2 separate regions of the Muntiacus reevesi genome follow, and region 1 is linked to region 2. Evidence: chromatin contacts called from public Hi-C data. All regions are on one chromosome and are shown on one strand. The core of a region is the stretch at or near the end of the contact, and the rest is flanking DNA. Distances in the headings are between cores, read along the strand shown.

Evidence for each region. A called contact is a pair of places that touch in the nucleus more often than the background predicts.
Region 1: a Hi-C map of muscle shows a contact between it and region 2, with 7 times the contacts expected there. The contact joins the promoter of SRRM1 here to the promoter of NIPAL3 in region 2. A contact is called at or near these places in 2 of 3 Hi-C or Micro-C datasets (blood and muscle).

The regions. Positions count from the first base shown.
Region 1 is chr3:109,557,804-109,564,327 of mMunRee1.1, forward strand. SRRM1 (serine and arginine repetitive matrix 1) reads left to right here and starts at 2,974. Exons shown (of 18, transcript XM_065930074.1): 1 at 2,974-3,099; 2 at 5,754-5,843; 3 at 6,142-6,264. The coding sequence starts at 3,079.
Region 2 is chr3:109,345,269-109,351,758 of mMunRee1.1, forward strand. It overlaps NIPAL3 (NIPA like domain containing 3), which reads left to right and starts at 3,914. Exons shown (of 12, transcript XM_065930065.1): 1 at 3,914-4,050.

The DNA.
Region 1 (6,524 bases), core at 1,724-4,223, 210 kb after region 2:
CTTTTTTTTTAAAGGGGGCAAAGACAGTAAGCATGTAAACAAATAGATAATAAAGTCATGTACTATAAATAAAAAATAAAACAAGGTAGGATGGGGGTGGTGGTGGTGGTGAGGGTTCTGCTATTTTCCACAAGGCTGGTCAGGAAAGGCATATTTGAGGAGGTGACACTTCAGTCACTTCTTAAGTCACTTTTGGCTTACCAACATACAGACCCAAAACTGACTTTTGAAACCTAACCTGTTCATAATTAGACTAGAGTCTATAGCTCAGCGTGGCTGCAGTTTAGAAGTGAGAGATGGGGAAAGGGAGCTGATTAACCCAGGAGATGAGTCTGGAGAAGGGAGCAGTAAACAAACCGTAAAGGGCTTTGTAAGTCACTGTAGCTAGTTTGGACTTTATCTGGAGAACAACAGAGAAGCCACTGATGAATTTTAAGCAAGGAAGCAAAAGAATCAAGATTATCATCTTAAAAAATCACTCTGGATATAAGATGGAGACATCAAACCCTGAAGGCAGAGAAAATGGTCAATAGGTTAGTGCAATGAGCCAGACAATAACCCAAACTGCCTAAATTAAAGAGGCAATGGAGCTAGAAGGAAGTTGAGGTGAGAAGGCAAGTTTTGATGGTTATAGAGTGTGAAGAGAAGAATGATGACAGGGAGAAAGGTGTGCTCATTAAATAATAAGAAAACAGAGGGTGAGACAAGTACAAGGAAGATGAATTCAGTTTGAGCTACCTACAGACATCAAGCAAATGTCAGCAGGAAGTTGAAAATACAGGTCTGGGGCAGACCTATATCCGAGATACGCAGGTTTGAGAGACAAAAAGGTAATCAAAACCAAGAGAGGACAGATAGGTCAACTTCTTTTTTTGAGAAAAAGAGTTAATGACAGAATCAGAAGGAAAACCAACTTTTACAAGATAGGCAGCAAAAGAACAAAGGCAGTGAAGGAAGCATAAAACAGAATAACTGATCAGAATCACACAGAATAGTAAGACATGCATTGTGATTTCATAGGCCCATCTAGCTAACTGCCTTGTTCTGTGGAAACCAGTCACTTCCCCATCTTTGACCCTCTGACAAAGCTTCTGTTAATTCAACAAAATCAAGCCTATACTATTAACATGTGCCAGACACTGTTCTGCGCCATCAGTGTACCAAAAAGACACACACTTTGACTTTATGCAGCTTACATTCTAGTGTGGGGAACAGACAAAATAAACACACTAAATATAGGTAAACAAATACTAGAAAGTGATATATGCTATGGGGAAAAACAAAGTAGATTAAGAGGTATCCCGTATGCAGAGGGAGTATGTGACTAATTTCCAATGGGGCAGTCATGATAGCCTCATTGAGAAGGTGATGCTTGAGTAAAAATCTTGACATTTGCAAGTAGGTATCTGGGGGGAAGAGCATTCTAGGCAGAAGTTAAAACCAGTGCAAAGATGTTGAGACAGAAGCTAGCTTAAGAAGTTCAAGCACTGAGCTGTTAGGGTACTAGAAGATGAAATCAAAGAAATGAGGAAGTCAGGTGGAAATACCAGGGGCTAATGGGAGGTCTCTGAGCTTAGGACACACTTCTAAGTTTTTCTGTTTTTTTTTTTTTTTTTAATGGGGCCACTCTGACTGCTGTATTCAGAACAGATACTGAGTGCCAAAGGTAGAAGCAGGAAGGCCAGTTAGGCCAGGGCAGAAGCTCAGGCCAAGGATGACGGTGTTTTGAACTAGGATGATAGCAGAGCGAGTTTCTTGATGGTTTGGAAGTGGGATATAGGAGGAAGAGGAATCAAGAACAACACCAGTGTTTGTCTGCAATTAAAACTGCCATCAACCAAGGCAGGGACGACTTCTGGAGGAGAGGGTCGGTTTTTGGTGGAGTGGAGGGTGTTCGAGAGAGAGGAGAAGGAATCAGGAGCTCAGTTCCGGGTCAGGTTAAGTAGGTGATGTCTTTCCAGTGGAAACGTCCAAGAGGACGTTGCCAACACACGTTTGAAGTTTGGGAGAGAAATCTAAGGTGGAAATCTATGAAGCTGCTAGGAGGGAGCTGGTGTTTAAAGCCGTGAGAGTGAATACAGTCTCCAGATGAGTGCTGTGAACAAAAAGCAGCAAAGGGAGGTGAGACTGTGTGTTGGTGGAATGACAAAAGGTGGCCAGAAAAGGATCACATGCTTATCAGAGAAAAAGAGAGAGCGCTTAGAGTAAGTGTAGCAGAAGACACCGATGCTGGAGTCCTCACAGTCGGAGCAGATCGCTGGAGAGGCAGAGCTGGGCCAGCGAGGTCGACGCCCTGGCCTCCGGCCTGGAGACCGGCCGCTTCTCCAATCTGGCCGGCAGGGTCACAGCTTTCCTCAGCTTCCTGCCCGTAAGCGTGGGGACCGGACAGCCGAAATCGAAACTCATCTAAAGGGCAGTTCCAGCCTCTCCCTAAAGCTAAGGAGTTGTACGGAAGGAAACGGGAGCTAGCCGAGGAAGCAGGGCCAGAATGCAAACTTCACTCATACTACGTAGCTCGGCTACTTCAGGGCCGAAGTCAGTAACTGACAAACTCGTAAAACCAACACAATCACAACTTTCATAACGACAGAGGAGGCCGTAGGCTTTTCCTCTGCGCAGCGGCGGCCTCACTAGCGTCACGCTGAGGTAACAGTCTTTTTCTTGAATCGCTCCATGGAACCCCCAAAGCGGGAAGCCTCCCACACTACGGGTAGAAGGATGGGTCAATTCACGGTCGGCGAACGGGGCTAGTTAGGCACCACAAAAGGATTCGCAGGGCAGGGCGAGTCAGTGACTCTCGCACGCTCGCATTGGCTGAGACCGCGAGGCTCTCCTCACGGACCGGCCAATGGGGAGGTTCAGAGCCCTGTAGCAACCCCCACGCCTTACAAAACGCGCGTGCGCGAGTGTGACGGGCGCTCAGCACACTGAGCAGGCGCAGCCTCGTGTCGGCTGGAGGGGCGGGTGTAGCGGCGCGCGCTGCGTCCCGGCGCTCGACTTTCCCTGCCGGTCCCGCCCTCCGTCGCGGCGGCGCGGTGCACCTTGGGATAGGGAGCGATCTCCGAGCGAGGCAGCAAGATGGACGCGGGATTCTTCCGCGTAAGTAGGAACGCGGGGACCTGGGGTGAGGTTGGAGGGGGGGTTATCCGCAAAGCCCGGCAGGACCCCTAAGCTCAGGACGGGGTAGCCGGCGAGCAGAGGCTTCGAAGATTCTGGGGATCCTCGGTGGCAACGGACGCTCCCCCCTGCCCTGCGGCGGGGACCGGTGCGCCCCTGCGCAGTCTCCTCCTCCGGAATCGTCCCCCCTACGCGGCGGCGACGACGGTCGCCGGAAAATGGCGGCGGGAATGGCAGGGAGCGATACCTCGCCTTCCCGGCCTGCCTGACGTGGCCTGCAGACCGAGCCTCGCGTCCCGCCGGGTCCTGGGGCCTAGTGGGCCCGCGAGGAGGAAGTCCCTGGGGGGAGGCGGAGGGAAACCCTGAGGTGACTGGCTGCAGAAGGGTCTTGAGAGACTACGGGTTTGAGGGTACCGCCTCAGGAGAGCGTGGTCCGGAAGCGACGTTGAGCAGCTTTTCTTGAGAAAGCGGGCGCCTATCCCCCCACCCCCACCCCCACCCCGGGTCTAAGCCTTCGGGAAGGCTCCGGGTCAGAGTTCGCGGGAGCTCCCGCCCAATTTGATATCTCTTCAGGGAGGGGAACGCGGATAATTTTGTGTATAGAACGTTTGAATCCGAGACTCTCTGAGCAGAGAGCGCAACAAAAAGTGCGCGTATATGAAGGCGGGGTTATGGAATGGATCTGCTTCTCCTTCCCGCTCACCGTACCCCCACCTCTCCAGTTTGTTTTATTCTTTTGAAAGTCTGCCGGAGGAAAGGTGCATCTAGATTCTCAAGGGTTTGCGGGCCCATCACTTGCCAGCAGGGACGTTACCGCCTCGAAATGGGCCCTCAGGACCCATAATTTATCCAGCGCGTGTTGGAGCTTGTTCATCCCCTTTTTCACTCGTGTAGGAAATGATCACCCAGTGGAGATCTAGATCCTGGTTTGGCTAGTGACACTAAGAGACCTAGAGTTTGCAGGTTCATTTTAATGCTGAACGGACCGTGTAGAGACCAGTTGGTTAAGTCAGAATATAGGTTGGCTCTTTCCACTCCCTGGAGTATGAAATATGCAGCTTGTGTGTGTGTGTGTGTGTGTGTGTTTAAAGGAAAAGTTAAAAGAGGGGAAGACCGGGACTTTAGTAAAGAAAACTCTTGACACTCCAGAACCAGCGTTGAAATTTCTTTTCCACTGACTTTAAATGTGTTAGTTTTTCATTAAATGTTGAAGTGTTATTCCAGGCGTTTGACTTAACACAGCCAGTTATATGACTGTTTTCAGGTTGTGCAAACAGTACTGTAGTTGTTTATGTAATGATAGTTTCGATTGAGTTTATCAAATTTTCACACTGCAAATTGTATCAAAGTATTTTGTAGTAAGTACTATTTCCTGTAGTGTTAATGTAATATTTTAAAACACAAGCCTATTCTTTTGATATTTTCATTATTTCGCATGGAAAGGCATTCCTAAAGGAAAAGAGCAAGACGGTTGATAAATTTACAAATGAGGTTTGCTTTTAGTGTTGGTAAAAATCAGTAAGAAAAGGTTACAATATAATCCTTAGGGGGATTGATTGGACTTAAGCTGAGTTAACAGATTTTAGGACAGATATTCTTTTAGTACACAGCCATTCAGATAGTGAGATAGAAATAGTAGCTTTCATTTGCTGGACTACTGCCATCTGCCAGTTACTTTAAGTATATAATTTCTGGTATACACAGCCTTGCGAGATATTGAATAGATTTTAGCAAGTAAGGAAACATTCTCAGAGAGGTTTAGTAAGTTTGAGGTCATATGACTTAACGTAGTGGCAGAGTTGGGATTCTAATCCACATTCTTTACCTTCCTAAAAGAATTTTCTTGATCACTTTCCAAGGGACAGTGGCCAACTCTGTGAACCATTCGGTAGTTTTCATAGCTCAGCCAGCTATTTCCGTGTTTAATTGGGCCAATAAGAATGACAAAACTCATAGTGATTACTTGATGGCCCAAGTGGTGTTTGATGGCTCTCAATTTTCCAGTTTCTTTGCAGAAATTGAGTTTATTAAAGTAAACCTACTATGTTTTTCATACATCTCAAGTTCTAAAAGTTGTGAAACCTAAGACAGCTTGGTCTCAGGGTGTTCTTTTTCCTTTTCCCCCTGTTTATATGCATTGTTACAATAATTTTGCAAGCATGCTACTGGCTTTCAGAAGAGGATGAAGCTTAATGGTTTTGTTTTAAAAGGATATGTTAATATTTACTATATTTCAGTGTGTTCTCATTTAAAAAAACAAACCAAGGAGAACCTTAAATGTCTTAGCATAGAAAGAGGTGAAAAAGATATACATCAAATGTAACTTGGTAATGGGGGAGGTGTTAGGTTTATGCTATATTCTGTGTATTGTGTTTGACTTGTTATAGTGAGCATATATTTTGTAATTTTTTGTTGTTTTTTTTTTATTTTGTAAGTTTTAAATATAGTCAAATTTTCAAAATGTTAGCTATGTTGGGAAAAGAGTATATACTTTTTACCTGTGAATATTAGCTATGATATTTCTGTTTACTTGATGACCCTATTTCAAAACTGTAAAGGTCATAACCATCATTAGCAGATAAAAAATAGGATTGTAACTTTGAGCTCTTAATTGAAATGTGCTTCTCTTCCTACAGGGAACAAGTGCAGAACAGGATAACCGGTTCAGCAACAAACAGAAGAAGCTACTGAAGCAGCTGAAATTCGCAGAATGCCTAGAAAAAAAGGTATTCTTTTGGTTAAACTGTTCTGCACTTTTACAGCACAGTTGATTCAAACATTTTTGCTGTTTTGGAGCTGGACTGTAACATGACTACTTAGGAAAACATTTATAATTAAACATTTTCCATCTTTTAGCAACAATAGCAAACCCTTGGAGACTGGGACAAGCAAATAAGAAGGAGCTCTTAATAAATTGTATCATGCTAAACCAAAGAGGAACTTTGTTAAATAAAATTCTTATGTGAGCTTTCTTTCAGGATTGTGAAGTTGTACTCAGTAATAATTGCTTGTATCTTTTATCAGGTGGACATGAGCAAAGTAAATTTGGAGGTTATAAAGCCTTGGATAACAAAACGAGTAACAGAAATCCTTGGGTTTGAAGATGATGTTGTGATTGAGTTTATATTCAACCAGCTGGAAGTGAAGGTAATAATATACAGATGGCTCTTATTTCTGAATATGTGACATAATTTTGTGAATCTATGGAAACTGAATTTTTCTATGGAGTACAAATATAGGAGGGTTATTTTACATTGTTTGTTGTGAAAAGAATTCACTTTGTAAACAACTATTAAGGCTGGAAGTTTAGTGAAGGTACATAGTTTTGAAAGCTACACAGGTGAAAAATCAAACTTATTGTTTGTAATTTTGCTGTTACATGTTAAGTTACTTTGACAGCAATTTTC
Region 2 (6,490 bases), core at 2,664-5,163:
GTTCCTGCCTGAATCAGCGCAGAATAAGCTTCACTCCTCTTCCACATTGGTGAGTTTTGAAATGTAGGTCACAGCTTAACAGTCTTTTGTGAAGTTTTTGTTACGTGAATATGTGTATGTGCTAGGTCACAATATAAAATACATTTCTTACCATGGATCACAGTCAGAAAGGTTAAAAGACACTGTTCTATGTGACTATTCTTCAGATATTTGAAGGCAGTGGTCATAACCCATCTCCTAAAAACTAATCGTCTTCTCCACAAGGGACCTCTTCACTTCTGCAATACACTTGTAACATGGGGATTCCTCCCTTCACTGCACTGGGTACCACCTTCTCACCCTGTCACCAGATTCATCTGGGTCTGTCCTCAAACTGCCTTTGGGATGACTTCCTTGGCCACTGTCTCTTGGGAAGCACCACCCCTGTCTCTCTAGCCCCATCTGACTCTGCTTTATTTTCCTTAAAGCTCATTTCACTACCCACATCATATTTTATATGTAATACATAAAGTATTTTTTGTTTATGATCTTCATCAATAAGACATTCATCACTGAATCCCCAGACTGTTTCCTGGCACACAGCAATTGATCAGTGAATATTTGTGGCTTCAATGAATGGATGAATACTAGGAAAAGACACAGTTTATCTAGAATGAATGGGCTTCCCTTGTGGCTCAGCTGTCAAAGAATCCACCTCCAATGCGGAAGACCTGGGTTTGATCTCTGGGTTGGGAAGACCTCCTGAAGAAGGGAAAGGTTACCCACTCCAGTATTCTGGCCTGGAGAATTCCATGGACCGAATAGCCCATGGGGTTGTAGAGAGTTGGACATGACTGAGTGACTTTCACTTCACTTCTTCATCTAGAATGAATACAGATGTACTCATAATACAACTCTTTCCATCAGGAGCTACATTCTTTAAAGATTTAACTCACATGACTACAACTATAGGCATGTTTTCATTCTACCATCTCTGTTTAAAAAAAAAACCTTTCTGTCTGAGCCACCAGGGAAGCCCCATTTATCTTATAGTATTACATATTTCATACATTTAAATGTGTATATTACTGTACAAGTATACCAATATATACTACAAGTATATACAATATATACTATTATATATATTGGTACAAGTATGCCAATATATACTTAATATATCATGTATTCTATGACCTTTTATGTAATTTTATGGGGTTTACATGAGTAGTTTTGACTATATGAGATTTTTATTAATTCAGTTATAATGCTATAGTGCATCTTGGAAATATTTTACATTTTTCTAAGCACTCTCAGGTAAATAATACATTTGATATTTTTCTTTAGCTGAGAAAAGCATTTCTAAGAGCTGGAAGAAACTTTAGGAGCTGGCTAGTGCCCGGATTCGATTTCTGGGTCGGGAAGATCCCTTGGAGAAGGAAATGGCAACCCACTCCAGTATTCTTGCCTGGAGGAGTCAATGGACAGAGGAGCCTGGCAGGCTACAGTCCATGGGGTCACAAGAGTCAAACTCTACGTAGCCACTAAACCACCACCACCACCACCACCAGTGATCTCTAGATTCCAATCACACCCTTTCGTTTTACAGATGAGTAAACCAAGGCGCCCAGCAAAGAGGAGGGACGCCCAAGGAGATGGAGTGGACCTGGGATTAGAACTTAGCTATTTGCCGTCCACCTGCTGCCAGATGCCCCCAAATGTTTGTACACTCTGGACTGAGGCGGGTGAATCAGTAGCCCACGCCCCTCACAGGAGCTCCCCGGGGAAGGCATGCCCTGGTTATTATCGCCACTTTTCAGGTGGGGACTCTGAGGGCACACCTCCAGGGAGGGGAACTTCCAACAGCGGTTTCTTCAGGCTCTCGCGGTACCACCTAGCTTGGCATCGGAATCACGCACGCGGCAGGCAGGGATCTCAGTCGGCGTCTAATGCAGTGCGCCGTGTCCTCCTCCCCACGACCCCGGCATTCGCCCCCCAAAAGGGACGGCTTCCTACCTCGTCTGTCCCCCTGGGCTGAATCTGGCCGGCGGCCTCCTTGTCGCTATGGCAACCACAAGCCTAGTGTTCTAGCTTCCACCTCTGCCCGCTTCCTGATGAACTCGAGCCAATGGTGTCCTTCGTTTCTTTAGCGTGAAAAGCTGTTGGCCAAAGATCAGAGGCATTTCAAAAACCCCTGGGAAAAGGCCAGAATTTGGGGGCTCAGGTTAACTACGGCAGGATGGGTGTGGAAACAATACGGGCTTATCTAGACAACCCCCTAAATCTCATGATAGACCCAAAGCCTTAGAATTTTGCTCAAAACCCAGAAACCCTGCTTCAAGGAATAAAGCTAAAAGAACTAACATTCATTGAAGCCCTCTTTATGATAGTCAAAGAAAAAAGACTGATAATGGGCAACAATATACAGGAACAGCCGTGGAGTGTTCCATGGGCAACCAGTGATCTTGTCACTCCCCTACTTAGAACCCTCCAAGGGCTCCCCTTTAAACTTAGGGTGAAATCCAAACATCTTCGTGTCCCCGACCCGGCCCTCTGATCTCAGTTCCTCCCTCCCACACCCCCAATAAAATCTCGCACCTGCCACACTGTCTTTGGGCAGCTGCTACAATTCTGTCAACCTCGATCCGCTGTCGGGCGTTCTCTCTGAGCTCACTCGGTGTCAGCGTCTGCACCACAACTGCCCCTTTCTCACGGTCGAGGTCTCTGTCCAAATAGCACGTCTTCATCTGTGAAACAGGCGTGAGCCCAGCGTCTCACTCACTGGGTTGTTGAGAGGATCTGGAATGAAATGTGAAAAAGCGAAGCTCCCTGTACCTGTTAATTATTTTTAAAATACATTTTATTTTTCAAAAAAATAATTTTTAGTTGAAGGATAGTTGCTGTATGTTACAGGTGTGCAATATAGTGATTCACGATTTTTAAAGGCTGTACCCCATTATAGTTCTTATAAAATGTCGGCTAGATTGTTCAATATATTGAACAATATATCAGTTCAATAACAAGGATATATTGTTCAATATATCCTTGAAGCAATTAGAACTATTACAGTGGTACATTACAGAAGCATTTATCAAGTGCTAGGCTTATGGGAGGACTTTAAGTATTGCTATTGGAAGGACTGATGCTGAAGCTGAAGCTCCAATACTTTGGCCACCTGATGCGCAGAGCTGACTCATTTGAAAAGACAGTGATACTGGGAAAGATCGAAGGGGGGGGGCGGGGTGTGGGGGGAGTGGACGACAGAGGATGAGATTGTTGAATGGCATCACCGACTCATCGGACATGAGTTTGAACAGGCTCCAGGAGCTGGTGGTGGACAGGGAGGCCTGGCGTGCTGCAGGCCATGGGGTCGCAAAGAGCCGGACACGACTGAGCGACAGAACTGAACTGAGATGCGAATGTTACCGGGAGGGTGTATTGTGCTGCCAACAGGTGTTCCAGGAGGGCAGGCAAGGAGAGATGTTTTTGGCCTCGTGGCTTTGGGGGGAACCGGGCCTTGAAGGATGTGTAGGATTTGAATACCTGGTGAGATCGTGGGGTGGGGGAACAGAAGGAGCAAAGCCCGGGAGAGGGTTCCGAGGGTAAGGGCGGGGGTGGGGAGGGGGGGAGGACACCCGGGCAGGCTGCCCACCTATAAGGGCAGTTGCAGTAAGCAAGTCACCCGGAGCCTTCCAGACCCAGCCCGACGTCCTCCCTGTGACCGCTAGAGGGGCCACTCTCCCGGTGAGCTCTGGGCTCCAGCGGTGCACCGCCTTCCCAGGGCTCGCCCCCTACGCGTCCAGCGAGCTCCGCGGTCCAGCCAATCAATGCCCGAGGGCTGTCCCGCCCGCCTCCTCCTCGAAGCCACTCGCCGGCGCCAGATGCCCGTCAGCTTTTGACTGACAGGCGGCCTGGCAAATCGAGTCGCGGCCTCGGAAAGCCCAACACGGCAGCCGCTCTGCATCTCTTGAGTCGGGGAAGGAATTTAGGAGGGCTGTATCTCCGGCTTGCTAGAGGAATCCAAGTCGTGTCTCGGAAACCTGTGATCTGTGGGCCTTCTCGGAAACGCCGCCGGTGAGTAGTGATTTAGACTTAAGGCGGGTTTGGGGATGGGTTGAATTCAGCCTTCGGTTTCAGGAAAAGCCAAGGCGTTTGTGATCCTCTGACGTCCCCAGTATACACATCTTCCTTCTTGCTGTCACCAGCCTAGTCAGTTTGGGTCTCGTTGGCTCAGAATGCTGCCTTTTTTTTTTTTTTTTTTTCGCATCGAGGAAAGGGCCATGGGTTTGCCTTAATAAAGGCGATGACAGACTTGACCAAATCAGGAAGTGAAATGGAGTGACTTAGTCAAAATTGTGCCTGTAAACACCGGCTCGGGCTTCCAAGGGATAGCAGATACTGCAGTTAGCAGGTGGATGATGAGGGCTGGGGTAGGGGTGGGGGACGCATTCTTGGTCCGTGCTGGCCACTGGAAGTCATTTCCAGCGCATTGGGTGGGGACGGAAGAGGGTAACCCTTTCGTGAACCAAAGCCCAGGAAAGAGAAAGCGCTTACCCTGTAACTGACACCCAGCAACCAGAAGCTGAACCGGCAGGTGGTGGGAAAGGGCGTGTGTGAATTATTTCTTTCAGTTCAGTTCAGTCGCTCAGTCGTGTCCGACTCTTTGCGACCCCATGAGCCGCAGCACGCCAGGCCTCCCTGTCCATCACCAACTCTCGGAGTTCATCCAAACCCATGTCCATCAGTTGGTGATGCCATGCAACCATCTCATTAGATAGAGACAAATTCTAATACAGACCCTACTCTTAGCAGCCAAGACCGATGGTTCTGTAATCTAGGAAACCTATTTTGTGGGTTGGTGAAATAATTCTCAGATGAGGACTAGGGGGTGGAGTGAAAGCCATCCCTTAGTGGATTTGTCTTTCCCTTTTTGAGTCAGTGACCCCCGTGCTCACGGATGGCTGTGTGGGCCTCAAACTTAAGGGGTGGTGAGCAACACAGAGTTGGTTTGCTTGCCTCTGGGGTACATGTTAGACCTGGAAGAGTGTTTTGCAGTCTGGAAAAGAAAGTCATTAGGCAAAGAATGTGTGCCTTATAAGGGAAGACAACTTACATAGAATTCCTCCAAGACTTTCAGTCCAAAATGCTACCTAACTGAAGGGGGAGTTTTCTATCTCTGTGGGCCCTGATGCCTCAGAGGCCTGGGGGTTCCTGAGGCAGGAGAGGGAGCTGCTTTTTAAAAGATAATTAAATGTGAGCAACCGCAGCCACCACAAAGGAAAGCAAATACAGAAACCCACCTGGAGAGACCAGCTGATCTGAAGGAGGTTAGGAGGCCTGGATTCCCATCACCCCCTTGGCACATCCTGTGGCTTCTCTGACGTGCTGTGGGTGGGGCTGGCTCTGTGGGTTTTATCTCTAGAGTTGCAGTGGGTGAGGCCTGGGTAAGCCATTCCCTTCTCGACTGTGAAGCTGCCCTGGTGTACCGGGTACTTCACTGGCCTGTCTAGAGCCAGTCAGTAGGTATGTATAGAGGTCACCATGCCAGGCTCTAGGCTAGACCTTGGGAGGCAGCAATTGAACAGGGGATTCAGCAAACAGCTTCCCAGAATTTTTGCTTCAGCGCCCCTTCACCTCCAGGCTGAAAGCCTCTAGGAGTGTCTCAGAGGTTGAAGGAGCCACTCTTCCTTTCTAAGGCATAAACGTATGGTGAAGAATAATTATGCTTTTCACAAGATTACAAACATTCATAGGGCTTTACAGTCAGGGACGTCTGGTTATGGGATTTGAGTTATAAGCTTGACTGATAAGTATATTTCAGGTATACACACACACACACACACACACACACACACACTGATTATATAACCTTGTCTAGAGGCAGCAGCAGTCATTTTACTTTGAGGCTCTTTGACAAAGTGAGCCTGGGTTAAATGGTCTTTGTGCTGCCCTTGGCTTGAGCCCTGCATCTAATGTCTCCTAGACACTGAATGCAGTGTTAGTCCTATATCATAGGACTGTGCTGTTCACACCAGGAGCCAGAATTCCTGGACCTGGGGCTAGAAAACAGAGGGAACTGGAGGCTATTGGTAGGATGGTGGTGATTTAGTCACTAAGTCATGCCCAACTCTTTGCAACCCCATGGACTGTAGCCCAAAAGGCTCCTCTGTCCATGGGATTTTCCAGGCAAGAATACTGGAGTGGGTAGCCATAGGAGGCATCTTTCTGATGCCTTGAAGCACGTCAGAAACTTTGTCTGTTTGGAATGTAGTAAACCCTCAAACACTTGTTGCTTGAGACAAAGAAAGGTGTATTCATAAGTAAATTCAATAAACTGGTAAGAATAAAATTAATACTAATTATAACTGACATTCATTGACCACTTGCTGTGACCACATGCATTTTGTATGCATTATTTCACCAAATTCTCACAACATATGGACATGGAATATCCATATTTCATAGCAGGGGAAAGTTGCTGAAAAGTTAAATGACTTGGCCAAGGTGAAACAGA